3 separate regions of the Mus musculus genome follow, and regions 1 and 3 are each linked to region 2. Evidence: chromatin contacts called from public Hi-C and HiChIP or PLAC-seq data. All regions are on one chromosome and are shown on one strand. Each heading gives the region's core, a stretch centred on a gene start, on an enhancer-like site or on the middle of the called end of the contact. The rest is flanking DNA. Distances are from core to core; before and after follow the strand shown. Region 1 overlaps Arfip1 (ADP-ribosylation factor interacting protein 1). Region 2 overlaps 4930565D16Rik (RIKEN cDNA 4930565D16 gene). Region 3 overlaps Trim2 (tripartite motif-containing 2).

Region 1 (4,675 bases), core at 192-2,691, 190 kb after region 2:
TATCTCCAGTGCCTTGTGTAGTACACAGCAGCTACTTAGTAAATATTCACAGAATATATGTGCTAAAGTAGTTATCAAAATTTGGAAGAAAAAAGAATTAAATATTTGGTACAGTGAGTATCTGTTCTAATAGATATTTATTAAGTAATTGGTTAATGACAGTAACTTGAGTTTCCTTATCATGCAGGCTTATCTTAGAGGTAAGAGATTTAACTGTGTGCTCAGAATCCAAGTCTTCCTTCAGTTACACTATTTTGGACTACACATGCTCAGAAGCCCAATTAAAGTAATTGTCAAGTAAAATAAATAACTAGTGTAACTGTGGTCTGTCCTGGGTGAAATTCATGCTGCCATTTATGCTGTAATGTTAAAGTGAGGCTTCTAAGAGACATGAATGGCTTTCTCATGAAACTGAATGAATTCTCTCAACACGTTATTACAAACTATTTAGCTCTTCGGTCTTCTCTCCCTTCCAAGCTTCTTTTCTTTATAAATTATTCATTCTCAAGTATTCTGTCCTGGCAGTAGAAAAAAACTAAGATAAATCTCAGGCTTGAAGACTATCACAAAGAGCTATCTAAAATAGTAGTTCCCAACCAGAAGTGCATTTCCCCACCCTTACAGGCACTGAGCAATATACAAAGGTGAGGCTGCCAGTAGAAAAGAAAGGTGGTGCCCCTGGTACCTACAAAGATGGCTCACAGACCACAACTGAGAATGAGCTGGCACCGACTCAGAGTCCTGAGCTAAAATATCACAGAAAGGTTGCATTCTTAAATAGGAAGCAGAAGCATAACAGAATTATAAGATAATTTAAAAACTTTTCAACCACTAGTTTTTCAAGTAAACACACACACACACACACACACACACACACACACACAGAGAGAGAGAGAGAGAGAGAGAGAGAGAGAGAGAGAGAGAGAGAGAGATGTTGGTGTGTACATTTAATCCCAGAATTCAGGAGGCAGAAGCAAGCATATCTCTGTGAGCTCCAGGCCAGCCAGGGCTACACAGTGAGACCCTGTCTAAGCAAGCACGCAAGCAAACAACCTAATAAAACAAAAACTTTTTAAGACCACAGAGCCATATTTTTCCTTAAAGTTGTACATTTGTATCAAATGTCATTAGAAGAATGTTTAATCTCAGAAATCAAAAGTATCACCATCATTTCTGACTTTATAAGGCTCATTACTCATCTTACTTACTATTAATATCCTAATAAAAGAAAATATTTCTATATAGAAACACTATCAAGGTTTCACTGTTAGAAATGACACAGCTGAAATCTGAACCCAGATTATTTCCAATCTCATAGTGTTTCATTAGAATGCATTAAACTGAATTCAGAGGCAGAGCAAAATTAATTGCACTAGGTCAGGGCTGTAGCTCAGTGGTAGAGACTACGCTTACCACTCACAAGGTCTCAGCCTCAATCCCAGCACAAATGCACACAAAAACTGCACCTCCAGCCTCAGTTTCCTTCTGAGTCGACTGTCCACCTTCAGGATGTTAACTGCTCTGCTGGACCTAATGAGACACGCCCCGCATGGGCTCACGTGTCTGAACCCTGGTCCCAGTGGATGGCACTGCTTGAGGAGGTTAGGGAGCCTGTATGAGGCAGAGCCTGGGGATGGGCTTTAGAGTTTACAGCCTCACCATACTTCCTGTTCTAAATTTACACTTCCTGTGTGTGGGCAGAAATTTGATCTGCCAGCTTCCGGCTCCGACCTCTGGGCCAGGACTCCCCACCCACAATGGACTAACATTCTAGAGCCATAGCCGAAATAATCTCTCACTTCCACGAGCCCTTTCTGGTCATGGTACTTTATCACAGCAACTCAAAATAGCAAAACAACAGCAAAATCAAAACCAGCCTCTTAGGAATTAAGTACCTTTTAAAACCAGTGAGATGCTGCTGCTACATTTTAAAAGAATGTACTAATATTTATAAATAATATTTTAAAGGGTAAAATACACTTTTTTCTTATCAAAGTAAAATAAAAACTATATAAAATTATATGCCAAAACTGCAAGATACATTGTCATTCTGGTTACTGACATAAATGTTTAGGGTTTTTCATAGGTTGTCTATTAGTGAGCTAAGCAGCAAAGCTTAACCTTGACAAACCAGAGCCACAGCCTATCCAATAATCCTCAAATTATTGGCAAAAGTGTGCCACGATTCTCTACATTAACCGAAAGTAAAGTATTCTTACCCTATTGTAGCCATGCTCATGAGCATCGTCAACTTCTCCATTACTAGTTACTGGGATTTCTGCTGCAGAGTTTTTGGGAGATTCTTGAGCCATGGCAGACACCTACATTTAAAATAAATAAATAAATAAATAAATAAATAAATAAATAAATAAATAAATAAATGTTTTTTAAAGAGAAGAGAAAAAGCCATACTAATGCCAAACTATAAAAGGCATATTTTAAAAACTTAGTCACATACACTTACTATCTACCAATCTAATATTTGTATAACTTGATACATTATCTATATATTATTTTCATATATATTCTACATGATGACAATACAGTAAGATAAATGTACCTGGCTGCTTTCTTTGTATTCAATCTAGATTCCTTGATTTAAAGAAAAGTTACAGATGACAAATACCAGGAGCATCTTCCTTGCCTCTTAGAATTATGATAGATACCACTCATAATATAAGAAATACTTCAGAAAGCCATGTTTGGTGTATAATTTATACAAAGAGGGTCTACTTGTCTTATTTAATGGACTTCAAAATAAGCTTCTGTCTACAGGAAAAAATTTTCTTACTATAACAAAAATTTTAAATATGTAAATCAGAAGAACTAAAGTTTTATCCTCTAGTTTTACAGTTCAAAAAGCAAAGCAATAGTTAAAAACATAATCCTTAATTTTATAACCACATGAAGTATAATTTTTCAGAAATTAAACAACAGCAGAATATCAATTATTATTGTTAAAACAGTTGCACTTCAGCAATGATTTTAAGGTTTTTCTGAAAAATTAATGTGAGAATTTTATACAAAGAATCTTAAAATTACTTTTACCAACTTTAAAATTTTTAAATCTTCAAAGTAAACCAAGTTGATTCAACTTTCCATTAAGAACTAATGACCATGTTTCCTCCCTACTAGTTGTTAGTCACTGATGTCTTTAAAAGTGTTTCTCATTCTTTATATTTTAACAAGGATAGACACTAAAAAAATGACCCTGGGGTAATTATTTGTCAGGGATAGATAAGTAACTCCCAATGGACATGTGTTTTAATGCTGACACCTGAGTCTAGCTACTGTCTCACTTACAGTGTGGTTAACAAAACCATAATGAACAACTAATTATAACTGTGTGTATACATGTACAACTAACCTATGGACCTGAGTCAAAAAATACAATTAAGAAACTTATTAGCAAGACTCTGGATTTGATCATTAACACTGGAAAAAGAAAATCAATGAGTATTCTCTGAAAGATATTTTTAAAAAGAGATTTCAAAAAAAAAAAAAAACCAAAAACCAAAAACTTGTAGGCTTAGCTGGTTGGTGGGACCTTTAGTCACAGTACTTGGGGACAGAGGCATGTGGATCTCTGAGTTCCAAGGCCAGCCTGGACAGATACCCTGTCTTGAAAAACAAACAAACAAACAAACAAACAAGCAATCCCTATTGAGCTCTCAACTGCAAGAGTCCTGCTTTCTAGGACGTCACCAACCTAAAAGAGCTCCCTCTCCTCTCCTCAGCTGTCCAGTTGAGTGGAAGACACTGACCCAACTTGAACGGGAGGGAAACTCCATGCAAACAGTCTTGAGGGGCTAGTTGCTTCTTTTCACCTACAACCAGCTCATCATTTCTCTCATCTCTCACCAAAGACAATGCTCCTCCCAAGTATCTGCTCTGCACCTTCCCCATACGTGCACAGCAGCAGCAATCACCTACAGCTGACCCGTGCCTATTCCAGCACAGACAGCCCTGAGCAATAACCAATCCAATGGGAATAACCCAGCACCAGACTCTAATGTTGTCTGACCCCTTACACAGCAGGAAAAGTATTTCTCTGTGCTTTGCCTATCAAATGACCTTCATGGTAACCCAACATTCATGGATGTCACCCAAAGGTCTAAACTTCCCAAGCCGTGGCAGCTTAGCTTCCTTTCCTCAACTGGCATGAGCAAAACTCCTGAGAGACAATGGCCCTTATGCTCAGACTGTACTTTGAGGTGTGCCCATAGAAGCCTGACTGGTAGGACTGTGGTATGGTAGGACCTCAGGCCTAGGATCCACTCATTACCACAGCTATCAGAAACAGTGCAACATCATTTGGCCAATAAATAATGTTTTATACTGGAAGAGAATAGAAAAGTCCATCTGCCTGTCTCTATCTCTATGCATATATTTGTACACATACGTCCCACAGAATCTCAAATACAAAATTTGGATAATATCCTTACTTTTGGCTGGGAACATGTAGAGAAAGCTGACCTTCTTAAACTAGTGGAAAGTTAAGAAAAAGAGGAGAAAGAGAATCCAGGAAAGGACAGCTCTAGTAAGGTCATCTGACAAATTCTGTCTACCTACATCTCCAACCCTTGAATTTTGTTGGAATTGAAAGACCCAAAGGAACACAACCACAAAGAAAAGATCTAGATAGAAGAGTCACCATCAAGAAACAGTTGTAATG
Region 2 (4,653 bases), core at 1,782-4,281:
TCTCCCGTGTGTAAGCACTCTCCCAGAGCCTGGTATGTGGTGCCACCTTGCTCTGCTCCAGTCTAACTCAGGTGACATCTAGGACATGGACATGACTTGCATTTCTTCCTGGCCCAGAGGAACCCTCCCTCCATGGTGGGCACAAAGCTTAGGAAAAGATGTGTGTTTTAAAGATACCTTCAAGTTCAGAGGACATTGGATAATTTGGAATAAATATATCAGAATATTTCTAACATGGGCAAAATAGCTTTGGCAAAGTATAAGCTATGGCCCCCCTGTATCATCCAAAATGAAAACCAGGAAACATCACAAAATTCTAGTAGGTGCGTTTTCCATTCTTCCACATGAAGAGTGCTGCCACACAGTGAAGACTGCTAGCGGCGGAACCCGCTGGAAGGACTCACCTGTCTGTACAAGAACAACACCTGGAGATGAGGAAGGGCTGAGGATGGGCCTCTGTCATGGGTAGTGCTATACACACAGCAGTGAGCTGGAGAGCCTCCCAAAGGCCCAGTCCCCACCCACAGCATTACGGGGATGTGGTGGAGAACTGGGGCCTTGTGAAAGAAGGGTTGGCCACTGGAGGTATGCACTGAAAGAGACAGTGGCCCAGGCTCTTCCTTTCCCTCTGTTTGCTTCCTACCATGAAGTACTGGGCTGCTACAGGCCCAAGGCGACAGGACTGTGCAACTGTGGATGGAACCTGGGAAGCTAAGACAAATACACCAATCTCCTTACAAGCTGGATATCGGGAGTGCTGGTGTTGGTTGGTGTCTTAGTCAGGGTTTCTAGTCCTGCACAATCATCATGATCAAGAAGCAAGTTGGGGAGGAAAGGGTTTATTCAGCTCACACTTTTCACATTGCTGTTCATCACCAAAGGAAGTCAGGACTGGAACTCAGGCAGGTCAGGAAGCAGGAGCTGATGCAGAGGCCATGGAGGGATGTTCCTTACTGGCTTGCTTCCCCTGGCTTGCTCAGCCTGCTGTATTATAGAACCAAGACTACCAACCCAGAGATGGTCCCATCCACAAGGGGACCTCCCCCCTTGATCACTAATTGAGAAAATGCCTTACAGCTGGATCTCATGGAGGCATTTCCCCAACTGAAGCTCCTTTCTCTGTGATAACTCCAGCCTGTGTCAAATTGACACAAAACTAGCCAGTACAGCTGGGATTTTTGTTTGTTTGCCGTTTTTGTTTTGTTTTGTTTTGTTCTTGTCGCCATCACAGAAAGCTGATGTGATTGATGTAGGTAAGCAGTGGGGAAACTATGAACCAGAGATGGAGCTGGGATACGCAGGCTTGCTCAAAGTGCAGCATATGGGCCACTTATCAACAACTGATAGTTTGGGAAGAAGTGCAAGTAAGTATCTGAGAAAGATGGTAACACACACTGTGCAATGAACCAGCTATAGGTATTTAGAGCCTTGTGGCAGAGAATTTCAGTGTTTAGAGCTTTCTGATCAATACAAGAAAAGCCCATGCAGCTGACTGGGTCAAGAGAGACCCTTCAGACATTGTGGTGTGTGTGTGTGTGTCTGTGTGTGTGTGTGTCTGTGTGTGTGTGTCTGTGTGTGTCTGTCTCTGTGTGTGTCTGTCTGTGTGTGTGTGTGTGTGTGTGTGTGTGTGTACTTGCTGAAGACTGAACTGGGAGCTGTGGTGTACTAAGTTTGTGTTCTTTCACTGAATTACATCCTAGAGCCCATCACTGAGCATCCACGATGATCCAGGTGCCTTATACATCTACCTGAATCTTTCCCAAAACCCAAGAAGCAGAGTCACCTTCGCTCCAGTTCCCAGGAATGAAAATCTTTTGTCGGAATAGGATAGAGAAGCAGGATGTGGAACTGAGGCCTGTGTGAAGTCAGGGGGCAGCTCTCTCTTCTCCAGGATGCCATCTCTTCTCCCGGATGGTGTAACCACCTGGAGCCACACAATGAACTGTGGAATGGCTACAGACACAGAAAGAAAAGGAAAGTCGTGGGGGGAATGCATAGGGGTACTGACCAGAGCATGAGGGTGAGGAGGTTTCCGGGGTGAAAGATTTCACTGAGTAAGATCTTGTTGGCACTATGATAGCTTTTTAGATGGAGCAAGGAAAAGATCACAATGTTGTCCCCTCGCGGTGATGTGACAATCCAGGGTGAAATGTTATAGACATGCACAAATATGTATAATTAAGGAAAGAACTCAACACATGCTACAAAGCACAGGTTCGAGGAGACAATCTAAGTTGTAGGATCCAGGCATTGCAGCAGAGGAAATGCTGGCTCTGGCCTTGAAGACATGGATACAGCTTTGGGGATAAAGAGGAGAGCTGGGCAGTGGTGGTGCACACCTTTAATTCCAGCACTTGGGAGACAGAGGCAGGCAGATTTCTGAGTTCGAGGCCAGCCTGGTGAGTGAGCTCCAGAACAGCCAGGGCTATACAGAGAAACCGAGAGAGAGAGAGAGAGAGAGAGAGAGAGAGAAGAGGAGAGTGAGCTACACACGCTGATGTTTCCTCTGAATCATTCTTGGCTGTTGGGGGGCCTGGCCTGGATATTCTAGAAGATGTAGCCACAGCCCTGGCTCCTCCCACACAGGGGGTGGAGCTCCCTACTGCGCTTGCCAGAGCGATTGCTAAATGTCCCCTGGAGGGCAGCCTTCACGGAGAAACACTGGCTTGATCTGAGAGGACTGTGTGAGAATCTGAGTGTTTGGGAATAAAGAGGTGCCTGTGTTTGCTCGGTTGAAAATGTGTTTCTTGGAACAGTGGTATCTTGTGAGATAATGGTGGCCCCTTAAATGGGATTTCATGTTCAAACAGTGTTGAGAAATAGCATATAATTTTCCTCTCAATTGAAGGCTCACAGTATCTATATGTGGCAGCATAGTCAAGGCTTTGAGAGGTTGTGCAAGAAAACAGTTCGCCTTTGGTTAAACGCAATCACCACAGAACGTTTTTTAATTAAGGGACAGTATTCCCTTCCTGAAGGTCACTATTGTGTTGCAGGACACAGCTTGGAAAATGGCAGTGTGTGTAACTGAGACACGGGGTATGCAAATGAGTTAGAGCCAGAGAGTACAGATTCTCCAGCCAGATTCAACGTACTTCAATTCAGTTAAGAGCTCTGAATTTCACAGTCAACAATCTCAAAGTAATCAGCGGGTAGTTTTACTAAAACTGGTTTTGTTCTTTATTGCTATATACTAAGCAACATTAGCCTAGTGTCAGTGAGGCGAATGAATGAAAAGATGTTGAAATAGAAACCAAGGGCCAAGAGGATGGGGAAGTGGGTGAGAGTGCCTACCAGCAAGGCTCGAGCTTAGTCCCAGGATGTACGTGGTAAAGGAGAGAACTGACTCCTAGAAGTAGTCTTCTGGTCTCCACACATACTCTATGACATGGATGTGCGTGCATGCGTGTACACACACACACACACACACACACACACGAACCAAGGCATCTCAAGGCAAAAGCAGTAACGTAACGGTGGTGATGGGAGGGAGTTTGGCAAGATGGTGCCATGTTTAAAAGCGTTAGATACTCTTGCATAGGACCCAAGTTCAGTTCCCATCACCCATAGACTCTTATAACTCCAGTTTTGGGGGATCTGGTATCCTCTTATAGCTTCTGTAGATATGCACATACATGTATGCCTGAGCATTCACACACACACACACACACACACACACACACACACACACACATACATACATGCGCATGGATAAATTGAAAAGTATAAATACATCTTTTTTTTTTTTAAGAGTGAGTCATGAGAGGAAGGATCATAGAAAACACGCGCTGGAGACTGACAAAACACGGTATGTGGTTTTATGGGAAAGGGGATGGGGAAAGGAGACGATGAGGGTTCCATGACTTCAGGCTGGAGTTACAGGGAGCTTCATAGGGAGGTAACAGGCAAGGGATGATCAGGGAAGAAGATTTGGGGTGAACTTGTCTGAGGCAGGCTATCTGGAGGCAATGGTCGGACATGCAAGGGAGCAGCAAGACGTCTGCATCAGGAATGGGAACAGAAGTGGAGATTCACCTGGGGTGTGGTTTTCCTTCGGGCGACTGCGTGAGCAGAAATGTGGCAGCCAAAGAGGGTTGGAGAAGGGAACAAAGGAAGGGAACTGCAGAAAATGGCTACCCCAAGAGAGCGGAAGAAGGGAGATCACATAGCGAGGAACCTGGACCTTGATGAACAGGGTGAAGGATGAAAGAAAAGTAATGTGCTCAAATTAGAGAGAACATTAAGAAGCGTTGGCTGCAAAGAGTTGTCTTGCTTATTATTGTCAACCTGACACCACTGGTGATGAAGGCATTGCCCAGATCACACTGGCCTGTGGCCATGTCTGTGAGAGAGTGTCTTGAATAAATCAAGGAAACAAAGAATTGATTCCTTGAAAAGATGGACAAGATCACCAACCACCTTATGTAAGCCAGCAGAAAGAAGAGAGATGAGAACAGCTACTCTTCAACAGATACAGATAAAACCCAGAGCATCATCGAGCAACACTTCAAAACCCTGGAGAAATCGCTAGCCACCTGTGGTCTACCAATACGAAACCAGCAGGATGCTAACAGCTCAAACAGGTCTATTCTGAGTGATGCTATTAGAGCAGTTATAGTCTCCCAACAGAGAGAAACCAGGAGCAGATAGAAT
Region 3 (4,228 bases), core at 1,248-3,747, 190 kb before region 2:
GTTTTGGATGTTTGCTAACTGGCACATGAAATGAAAAGATGTCATGGTCACAATGAACATAAACAACAGTGTGGAGTGTCTGGGACAACTGTAATGAGACACGAGTGTGCGTGTCTCTCTCTCTCTGTGTGTGTGTGTGTGTGTGTGTGTGTGTGTGTGTGTGTGTGGTTTTTCTTAGTGACAATCATAATTTGCCCGTACTCACAATTAAGAAAACTTGATTCTTCACTTTGAGATGAGTAAAACACCCACGTAGTACCTTTTTGTTCAACGGCTACGTTGAATCCCAGCCATGGGCCCTTTAGGGGTCTGAAGAGAACAATATTCAAACCAAAAAAGGTACCTTTCCTGTTTGGGTGTTTGGTCCTTCATGTGAGGTTATCTACGGTTTAATGACTTAACCAGAAGGAGAAGCATCCTGGGTTCTAGGATGGGCACCTTCAATCCCCCCTGCTGACACGCTCCTGAGAAGAGCTGGTGTACCTGGATCCTGCTGTTCCCCCAGTCAGCCACAATGATGTTCCCATTTGAGTCCACGGCCACACCTGTTGGTGCATTAAACTGCCCATTTCCTTCTCCATTGGAGCCAAACTTCAACATGAATTCTCCTTCCTGATTAAATACCTGTATGAAATATTGAAAAACTTTTATTTAAAAATAGCTGACCCAGCTACATTGCTTTTTTCTTAAATAGCTGTCAAAGCAAGTTATTTATAATGAGACCTGTGACTTGAGAAAAGACTGAGGAAAGTCGTCTATATACTAGCCTCCTGTAGCTTGTGGTTCCCAAAGCCTATGCAATCTCATTTATTATTTATTAAATTACTCTTCTTTTTCTGCCATTTACAACTGGTTACTACATACTTGGGGTTTTTTTTTTATAAATTACAAAATACAATATGCTATAAGATATTCTGAATAAAACTTAAACTATTTATTTTAAAACACTAAATATTATCTTCAAATAAGTAGCTTTATTTACTAAATAAATAAAAATTCAAAAATGGGCACTATGTCTCTAGCAGATGGGTTGTCATTCAGTTTGGATTAGGTTTTTGTTAGACCAAATATTCAGGGTTTATTACCATTTTTACTATATCAACATAACAAGAACAAGAAGACTCATACTTAGGATTATAGGCATTATGTGTGTCAACAAGGGCGTGAACAAACCATGTTCATGGGTGAAGAATAGCAGGGGCTGTTTTATTTCCCTCAGAGGGTGCTATAGCTAAATAGTGAGTTTATAACCCCAAAGGCTTTCACTACTAGAACCAACTGAGGCTGTTCCAAGTGAGGGATGAACAGAGCTCTTAAGGAGATGGTCTCTCATGCCTGGCATGACTGATCGATCAGTTACTGTGGTTTACTAAATATTTGTATAATTGTGATACACGATACAAATATAGGTTACAGGTTTTGGAATGAAAATTTTAATGACAATGTTAAATTCATTCAATGTATCTAATGAGGCTATAGGGAACAATTGTATCTTGATGCTTCAGATGATACTTAATAGCTCTGAAATGTTCTTGGGATGTTATTTTACATATCCATTATGACGCTGCTTAAATGTATGGAAGTACTAACTAACAAATCAAGAAGTGTTGCAGTCAGGGCAGCCTTTAGAGTAAAGGTTGCTCATGTGTGGACCTCAGAGAGGTCACAGCTTTGAGCACCGATCTGATTTGAGGATGGCCTCAGGTCCTTTGAGTCCTTTCTGGCACCTTAGAAAGAAGCACAGGCAGTTCTCACTAATACATTAGGTTATGAATGCCTTGATGCAGGCTGGGAAGGCAGCGGGCACACTTTGCCTAGCCTGTATGAAACCTTGAGTTTCATCGTCAGCAATAAGAAAAAAGAGGGAAGGGAAAGGAAAAGGGAAGAGAGGGGAAGGAATGAGGGAGAGAGAAGGGGAAGGAAAAAGAGGAAGAATTTGAAAGGCTTCCTGAATTCTAGTCACATAGCCACTTATACGCAACAATGTAACTTCAGAGACCAGCGAGCATGTGTGGGGCTGGTAAGGACGCTGTTACCCTGAGCTCCTTCTGTAGTAATTCCTGCACATGATCCTTTTGGTGGTCCTTGCTTACTTGTTCACCCAGTGTAATTTACTCGGCTTAAGTACATCTCCTTCACATTGGAATTAAAACACAGACTTTGCTTTATTTTTGTTGTTCATGGGAGAGGGTCTTGATGTAGCCTAGGCTGCTTCCAGTTCCTGATCCTCCTGCCCCCTGCCAGCACCTCTGCTTTTTGCCTTGCAAGTGCTGGGAATCACAGGCATGCCCCCCAGTACCCCCTCGCTTAGTCAACTTGTGGTGAAAGCAAAAGGAAAGCCGTTCCTCTGCCCAGCTGCAGCTTTACTCAGTTTCCTGCAACTGCGGCAGGAAAGGAGTGGAAAGTTCCAGAAGTCACAGTTTCAGATCACAGCTACAGCAGGATGCCACCGTTATACTTGTTCTGATGTATAATTAGTCATCACTGTTCATTGCTGCTGTGGTTTGGATCTGAAATGTCTTCATAGGTTCATGTGCTGAAGGTTCAGTCCCAAATGCTGGGATATTCAGAGGTGAGCTTTCTAGGAAGCGAGTGGATCCTAAGGCTCTGACCTCATCAATGGATCTAATGCACTGATGGGGTCATCACTGAATGGACCAGTAGGAGGCAGCAGAAGCTGAAGGCGATCTAGCCTATCTAGAGGTGGTAGGTCACAGACGGGAGGACTCAGAGGGTATAACTTAGCCCTAGCTGTGCCTCACTTTCTTTTAGTCTCTGCAAGTCATTAGGACTGAAGCTCTGAGACCATGAACCAAAATAAACGTTTGCTCCTTGACGTTGTTATTCTCTGGTATCGGATCACAGCAGCAGAAAGCTGACACAATGGTTCCCTTTATCATATTTATGAATTAAACTGTATCATAAGTGTGCATACACAGGAAAGTAAAACCCAGAGTATCTGTAGAATCCCAGACTAATAAATGCCCCCCCCAAAACACTGCTAAAACAATAAAACCATTTTTTAAAAAACCTATAGTAGACTACTTACTAACTCTGACTTATAGATATCATATTTATTAAGCAAGAAATCACTTGAATTTAGAGTTACTGCTAACTGCTGTGTCATGGGGAAAAAAAAACTCATGCATACCATACAACAGCTGTCACAGAGGAAAAAAACAAAGCAAATGCTATCATTTCTTTAAGATGAAAAGTGAGCTTAAAGAGTTGAAATAATCTCTAGATTCTGAAACCATCACTTCTAGAACTTTGATAATCACAAACATTTTATATTTTCTGCATCTCACCTAATGCTATTGACTTAAACAGTTCTCAGATGAAGACAATCTAAGAGCTGAAATCGTTTTTATAGCTTTGCTTTTTATACTTGTATGGAGTTGTTTAATAATGTTGGTGCAACAGATCGAGCCTGGCCCCTGGTACATGCTAAGCCCATACTGTATTATTGTGGTGGTGTGAAGATGTTTGGCCCGTGGGAAGTGGCACCATTAGGAAGTGTAGCCTTGTTAGAGGAAGTGTGTCGCTGTGGGGGTGGATTCGAGGCTCCTAAGTACAGGAAGGACAGTCTTCTTCAGGCTGCCTTTGGATCAGCTCATAGAACTCTCAGCTCCTCCTGCACCATGCCTGCCTGGATGCTGCCATGCTCCTACCTTGATTATAATGGACTCAACCTCTGAACCTGTAAGCCAGCCCCAATTAAATGTTCTCTTTTATAAGAGTTGCCTTGGTTATGATGTCTGTTCACAGCAGTAAAATCCTAACTAAGACTATCATTGAGTTGCAGCCCCCAGCCCTCAGGAAATCCTCCTCCTTCTAGAAACATACACACTTCTGTCACTTCTGTCTCTATGTCCAAGCAACTGTTTTACAAATCTTTAAATCATTCTCATCATCTCAGTTTCCAATTAAGAAACTGATGTCCATCATATTTTATCTCCAAGTATGTAAGTCCATATTAAAACCTTCATGTTTGCCAGGCGTGGTGGCGCACACCTTTAATCCCAGCACTTGGGAGGCAGAGGCAGGTGAATTTCTGTGTTCGAGGCCAGCCTGGTCTACAGAGTGAGTTCCAGGACAGCCAGGGCTACACAGAGAAACCCTGTCTCGAAAAACCAAAAAAAAAAAGTTCATGTTTAAGCTGAAGCCAGATCCCCATAGGTTTACTCCATTCCGTTCCGAGTGTCTGTACAGTGCTGTACATTATTTA

What was found. A called contact is a pair of places that touch in the nucleus more often than the background predicts. HiChIP or PLAC-seq counts read pairs in DNA pulled down with a chosen protein or histone mark.
Region 1: a Hi-C map of bone marrow-derived macrophages shows a contact between it and region 2, with 8 times the contacts expected there. The contact joins two enhancer-like sites. A contact is called at or near these places in 1 of 39 promoter capture datasets (embryonic stem cells), 11 of 15 datasets of contacts at CTCF or cohesin (CD8 T cells, the G1E-ER4 cell line, the NIH/3T3 cell line and 6 more), 260 of 484 Hi-C or Micro-C datasets (the 63-12 cell line, the AML12 cell line, B cells and 125 more), 58 of 115 datasets of contacts at active chromatin or transcription factors (the 230-238 cell line, CD4 single positive thymocytes, CD8 T cells and 40 more) and 4 of 9 other capture datasets (adipose tissue, embryonic stem cells, embryonic tail and 1 more).
Region 3: an H3K4me3 HiChIP or PLAC-seq map of bone marrow-derived macrophages shows a contact between it and region 2, with 4 times the contacts expected there. The contact joins two enhancer-like sites. A contact is called at or near these places in 1 of 39 promoter capture datasets (liver), 3 of 115 datasets of contacts at active chromatin or transcription factors (bone marrow-derived macrophages, embryonic basal ganglia and pancreatic cancer cells) and 4 of 9 other capture datasets (adipose tissue, embryonic stem cells, liver and 1 more).

What each region holds. Positions count from the first base shown.
Region 1 is chr3:84,545,715-84,550,389 of GRCm38.p6, forward strand. Arfip1 (ADP-ribosylation factor interacting protein 1) reads right to left here. Exons shown (of 9, transcript NM_001081093.2): 2 at 2,220-2,321. The coding sequence starts at 2,312. Among named protein-coding and RNA genes, the nearest start is that of Gm35410, 34 kb to the right of the region's middle. Within about 2 kb of position 1,442, at least 33 of the 459 cell types and tissues checked have an H3K27ac peak or open chromatin away from gene starts, as enhancers often do. A contact at or near this core is called in the CH12 cell line and bone marrow-derived macrophages, where this site is marked.
Region 2 is chr3:84,353,515-84,358,167 of GRCm38.p6, forward strand. The region is part of intron 3 of 4930565D16Rik (RIKEN cDNA 4930565D16 gene); the gene reads right to left. Among named protein-coding and RNA genes, the nearest start is that of 4930565D16Rik, 24 kb to the right of the region's middle. Within about 2 kb of position 3,032, at least 45 of the 459 cell types and tissues checked have an H3K27ac peak or open chromatin away from gene starts, as enhancers often do. A contact at or near this core is called in the CH12 cell line and bone marrow-derived macrophages, where this site is marked.
Region 3 is chr3:84,167,169-84,171,396 of GRCm38.p6, forward strand. Trim2 (tripartite motif-containing 2) reads right to left here. Exons shown (of 12, transcript NM_001271727.1): 11 at 484-624. Among named protein-coding and RNA genes, the nearest start is that of Mnd1, 13 kb to the left of the region's middle. Within about 2 kb of position 2,498, at least 28 of the 459 cell types and tissues checked have an H3K27ac peak or open chromatin away from gene starts, as enhancers often do. A contact at or near this core is called in bone marrow-derived macrophages, where this site is marked.